Linked DNA regions of Mus musculus: region 2 is linked to region 1. Evidence: chromatin contacts called from public promoter capture Hi-C data. All regions are on one chromosome and are shown on one strand. Each heading gives the region's core, a stretch centred on a gene start, on an enhancer-like site or on the middle of the called end of the contact. The rest is flanking DNA. Distances are from core to core; before and after follow the strand shown.

Region 1 (2,700 bases), core at 13-2,512:
TCCAATATAAAATTCAGGGTTCCCCGATCCACCACCGACTTCACACAAAGCAGCCCCATCCCTCTCCACTGCCCTCCTCACACAAAGCAAAGCTTTACTCCCCCCACTACCCAAAGGGGAGTGACGTCCACCCGGCCTCCCCACAAACATCCCCATCTCACTCCGGTCCAAAGCACTGCCTGCTAGTAGCTACTCTCTATGTCCCCGCACCTGGTTGTTACCTCTTGAAGCAGACCCCTCCCTACAATCCAAACCGCTCAGACCACCATCCGAAAGCCCGTCTTTCACACAAAGCAGGATCCCTTCCTACGAAGCAGCTTGGTACCCTCTGAGTGCTCTGAGCGTGCGGGCCCACGGGGGACTGTGCCAAGCCACAGATCCCATCTGGGTCCAGTTGGGTCCTGCACCCAGAGGTTCCACGACCCAGAGAACTAGCTACAAACCCGTTTCCAAGGCACGCCTCGAAACCCCCCAACTCCAGCGGACCTGCCCGCCCGCAGCAGAAACAGGCAAAAGCCAGCGTCCCCACCACAAGCCGAGCCCACCCTGCTTTCCCCCAGGGACACCCCTCCGCCCCGCAGGCCCACCGGGCCCAGCGCCCCGCGCTCACCAGCTCTCCTCTTCCTCCTCCCAGCCTGACAAGCGCTCCAGCTCGTCGGGCCGCAGCGGCTCTACCTCGTCCAGCAAGCCTCCCTCGCCGGCCGCCAGCAAGGAGGTGGCGTCCCGCAGGTCCTCGCTGCTGGTCCGTCGCGGGCCGGAGCCCGCCCCGCCGCTGGCCTTGGCGCCCAGGCCCAGCGGGAAGCCCCGAGGGGACGCCGCGCCCGACGAAGGGGTGGACACGCCGACCCGAGCTGGGCTGCCGGGCCCGAGGAGGCCTGCACCCTGCACGGCTCCCGAGCGGCTCCTCAGCTGCTCGTTCTGCTTCTCCAGCTTCTTCACCAGCTCCTGCAGCTTCCGCACCTCCTGGTCCGCGTTCACATTGGAGTTAACGTCCTCCATGCCGGCCGCGCCGCCCGCTCCGACTCCCCAAGCCGCAGGGGAAGCGCGGGGTCGGGGGGAAAGAGAGGCGTTACCGCCACCGCTCACGCTAGCCGAGGCGCCGGCATAGAGCAGGGCCAGGCCCCACCGCCAGGGTCTCCCCGGCTCGGGTTGCGAAGCGCCGCTGGCCCCAGCCGAACCGCCTCATCTGCGCCGGCTCCGCGACTGGGGGAGGCGGCGCCAATATCCGGCCTCGGCAGCCATCTTCCCTCCGTCCCTCCGCCCCCTGCCGGCCAGCCCGGTCGGTGACCTCAGAGCGTCGGGGGAGGACGTGGCCGCCCGCGGGCTGAAAGAACTAAGCGCCCGGCTCGCGGTGGGGCGGGGCTGGAGGCGGGGCCTGAAACGGGACAGGGCCCGGAGGGGCGTGGTCATTGTTTGGGGCGGGGCCCCGGCCGGAAGGGGTGTGGTGGGCGCCGGCAAAGGTGGGCAGGGCCCGGCCGGGCTGGGCTAAGCTATCGCTGGAGTTTTGCCCTGGCCGCCTACCCTCCCCAAAGCTCATCGCGGGCGGGTGTGAGACCCAGAACCGGACTCTGGCTCCGGCTCCGACTCGGGCTCGGGCTCGGGTTCAGCCCCGCCCTAGGCGTCTGTGCGGAGACTCGCGGTCGGACGGCCCCGCCTGGTCGCATGGACCGTTCCCTTGGTTTGTTTGGCAATACTGAGTTGGTTCCTGCTTGAAACCGGAGACTGTCGGAGCTGGCAGCAGCCCCAGAGACCATCTGTGGCTCGTCCGTTCCATCCCCTGAAAATGAGAACCCGAATCCCGAATGGTTCAGAGCTCGGAAGTCAAAATGATAACCGTAATTTGTTGAGTGGTTCCTATAAGCCAGACACTGCGCTAAGCACTTTTAAAGGCATTATTTCATCCGTTTAAAACACGTGGGCAGGGGTTGTTTTGTTTCGTTGGCTTAAGGTTTACAGGTCCAGAGACAAGAGGATGATGGAAAACACTTCTGTACTAATCTTTCAACGGTAGTAATTAATGTGCATTGTATTCCTTGGGTTCTCCCTTCGCCCCCAAAAGACTTTTTAATAGTATGTCTTGACTTTTTGGGTTTTTTGAGGCAAGGTTTCTCTGTGTATTCCTGGCTGTCCTGAGACACGCTCTGTAGACCAGGCTGACCTCGAAAAACTCATCCTCTGCCTTTTTTTCAAAAGCTGGGATTAAAGGCATATGCTCCTTGAATTTTTTTTTTTAACTTGTACATGAAAAGTATTCAAGCAACCCGTTGACAGGCAATAGAGAATGTTGAGGGGTGGTAAATGTAAAATTCTGCCCTCGGTGGCATCTGTTTATAATGCGTACTGGTGGAAGCGACTGCAAACAAAACTTAAACGCTTTTTTTCTGTCATGTTGGCTCACTCTTCCACAGTTGTCAGTTGTGAGCTGCTTGGTTTACTTATACGGTAAGCAGCCAACCGTGCCTGGTCTCTCAAATTTTTGGCTGATGTTTGCAGTTGACTCCAATTGCCTCCTCCACCCTCGAACCAGTCTTATTACACCCGAACCAGTCTTATTACACCCGGGTGTGGACTCACATAAGACTTAACCCTCCTGCCTTTCCATGCTGTATTTTCCCTGCTTCGACTACCCTACCTACCATGTTTGATGCCTCTTTGGAAAAACCCCTGAAGGAGTTACTGTCTTTGTGCTGACATCACCTC
Region 2 (2,700 bases), core at 113-2,612, 560 kb before region 1:
GAGGAAAGAGAGAAAAGGTACTGACCACTAATAAGAATGAAGTAAGTATAGCTATAAAATATTTTTAAACCATAGTGTCCGTAGTTGGACAAAGGCCTAACATCTAGAGTATGTAAAGAATTCTCATACCAGGCCTGTAATCAGGTTCCTGGGGTGGAACACAAGTCCAAGGCCAGCTTTGACAACCAAGTAAGCTCAATATTAAAAGGAGAGAGACAGAGACACACAGAGAGAGACAGAGAGAGACACAGACAGAGAGAGACACAGAAAGAGAGAGACACAGAGAGAGACAGAGAGCTTTTACAACATAACAGCAACTACAAAAACACCCACAAATTTTTAAATGGACAGGAGCTTCAAATAAACATTTCCCCAGACAATAAACACACATCATCAACGAGCAAGGGAAACACTGGCCACTCACTGTTAGGTAAAAGCAAGACCAGACCACAGGGAGCTCCACACTCCCTTGAGTATGACTGTAACTAAAAGCTAATAAATAGCAGTTGTCAATGATGGCGTGGGCAAATTTAAACCTCTATCTATTTCTGATTCAGCATAAAATGTTTCTGCCAGTCTGAAAAATAATTTGGCAGTTCCTTTAAAAATTTGTATACATAGAATCACCTGTGAATAGAATGACCTAGTGATTCTAAACAATGTACAGTTCAAAGGAGCCAAAAAGTCGCAAAGGTTTTCATATGGGTGAATATAATAAATTATCCATAGCAGGATGTCACTATCCATAAAGGGGAATGAACCGTGTGTAGGTCCGTGCTGGGACGGAGGCGGTGACCTCTGAAACAGTCTGATAAGTGAAAGAAGCCAGGCAGGTCACACACACAGGACATTCAAAAGACATTCAGAACAGGAGACTCACTCACATACCATTCCTGGTGCACCAGGGCCTGTAATCAGGCTATTGGGGAGGCCGAGGCAGAACGAACACAGGTTCATGGCCAGCCTTGATAACTTAGTAAGCTCAAAATTGAAAGGAGAGAGAGAGAGAGAGAGAGAGAGAGAGAGTCCGTGCTGACTGGCAGGAACTCCAGAGAGTAAATACTAGGGAGGAGCTACTCAGCGGGAAGGATTTTTAATCACGATGTTGAAATATTTTTGAGCTAGAAGTTGGTGGTAATTGTGTAATCTCAGGGAAAACCTAATGCTTGTTTCTAAGGCAGTTTAGTGTTACGTGAATTTCACCTCAATAAAGATACTTAATAAAGCAGTCCAATTTAGGCATGCTATTATGGATAAAAATAACGCACTGACAACATTCGCTGTGACCAGACGCTGCAATCCAAAGTGCCTTCACATAACCACATTGCTTCAGTTTCTCTTTGCCTCAACTCTCACCTTTTCCCTCACCCGCTCACGTGTGTGCTCCACGTGCAGGTACATGGATGGCCAAGGGGTCATGCACACTGAGATATGCAATTCATTCTGCTTTCTCCTCTATCAGCTGGTCTTGCTGTCTTCAGACACACCAGAAGAGGGCATCGGATTCCATTACAGATGGTTGTGAGCCGCCATACAACTATGCTGGCATTCCTTAACAGCAAAGTCTCTAGCCCGCCTGTCTGCAACACCTACTAAGTCAAACTCTATAGGGATGGCCTAGGAACCCACTGCCCTATGCTTGCCTGTATAGGCTCCTGAGAGCATTAACTTTGTTCTTTTTCTCTTTAGTAACTAACTTACTAATTCAGTCACATGTCTGTCGAGTACAAACACCGTGCTACATGCTTCGATGAGAACATAGTAGAAACTGTAATTTGTAAATGAGGTTTGCAAAACAGACAAATTCCCACCAGGCTTCCGTGTACAGCATAGACTGCTTAAACTTAAATAATTTTAATAGCAGCTCATTTGAGCCCATCTATCCTAAAAATAAAATCTTCTTGAACTGGGGAATGTAGCTCATTTGGTAGCGTGACCAAGAGTGTTTGCCTAGAACGCATGAGGCCCTGAGTTTGATTCCCAGGGCCCCATAAACCAGACATGGTGGCACACACTTTGAAGGACAGAAATATAAAGTCATGGGGAAGCTACATGGAGAAGTTCCAGTCCAGTCCAGATAGAGACTGTATACAAAATCAAAACAAAGAAACAAAAAATGTTCCTAACATTAAGTCTATATTTGGGAGATATATATATATATATATATATATATATATATATATATATATACATATATATATATATATATACACACACACACACACACATACATACATACATACACACACACACACACACACACACACACAAATTTAGTCAGTCTTTGCCCTCAAACTAGCCTCATTCTCTAAAAGTCCAAAACCCACAAGTGTCCCTTCCCCAGCTTCCTCCCTGGTGGAGTTATTACAGGGAAGCTATTCTGTCAAGGTCAGAGATCTCTTTAGGAAGATTTTTATCAAGTCAGTTCACACAAACGGCAGGCTTCCCTGGTCTCCTTTCTGTGGGGCACCAACATAAAACAGTTATTTCCTCCAGGAGTTATTATTTACCCAACTTGCTACTATTTTGTATTCTGTTATGCCTGATGCTATGCCGAGAATCTAAATGTGTTATTTTTGTGAATATTTTCCTCTTGAGACACATCAGTCAGGATGCAATCATGGGCTACTTGAGTACAGAAATAGCTATTTCAGGCATTAAAGGTGCCGAAGCAATAGCTCACCAACCTATAATCCTAAG

What was found. Promoter capture Hi-C pulls out the DNA fragments that hold promoters and counts their contacts.
Region 2: a contact with region 1 is called in a promoter capture Hi-C map of liver, with 2.6 times the contacts expected there. The contact joins the enhancer-like site here to the promoter of Slain2 in region 1. A contact is called at or near these places in 7 of 39 promoter capture datasets (the SN4741 cell line, erythroid cells, fetal liver and 3 more), 3 of 484 Hi-C or Micro-C datasets (CD4 T cells, CD8 T cells and liver) and 2 of 9 other capture datasets (adipose tissue and liver).

Annotation. Positions count from the first base shown.
Region 1 is chr5:72,912,924-72,915,623 of GRCm38.p6, reverse strand. Slain2 (SLAIN motif family, member 2) reads right to left here and starts at 1,262. Exons shown (of 8, transcript NM_001113423.2): 1 at 611-1,262. The coding sequence starts at 999.
Region 2 is chr5:73,473,298-73,475,997 of GRCm38.p6, reverse strand. No RefSeq gene overlaps it. Among named protein-coding and RNA genes, the nearest start is that of Dcun1d4, 16 kb to the left of the region's middle. Within about 2 kb of position 1,362, at least 10 of the 459 cell types and tissues checked have an H3K27ac peak or open chromatin away from gene starts, as enhancers often do. A contact at or near this core is called in adipose tissue and liver, where this site is marked.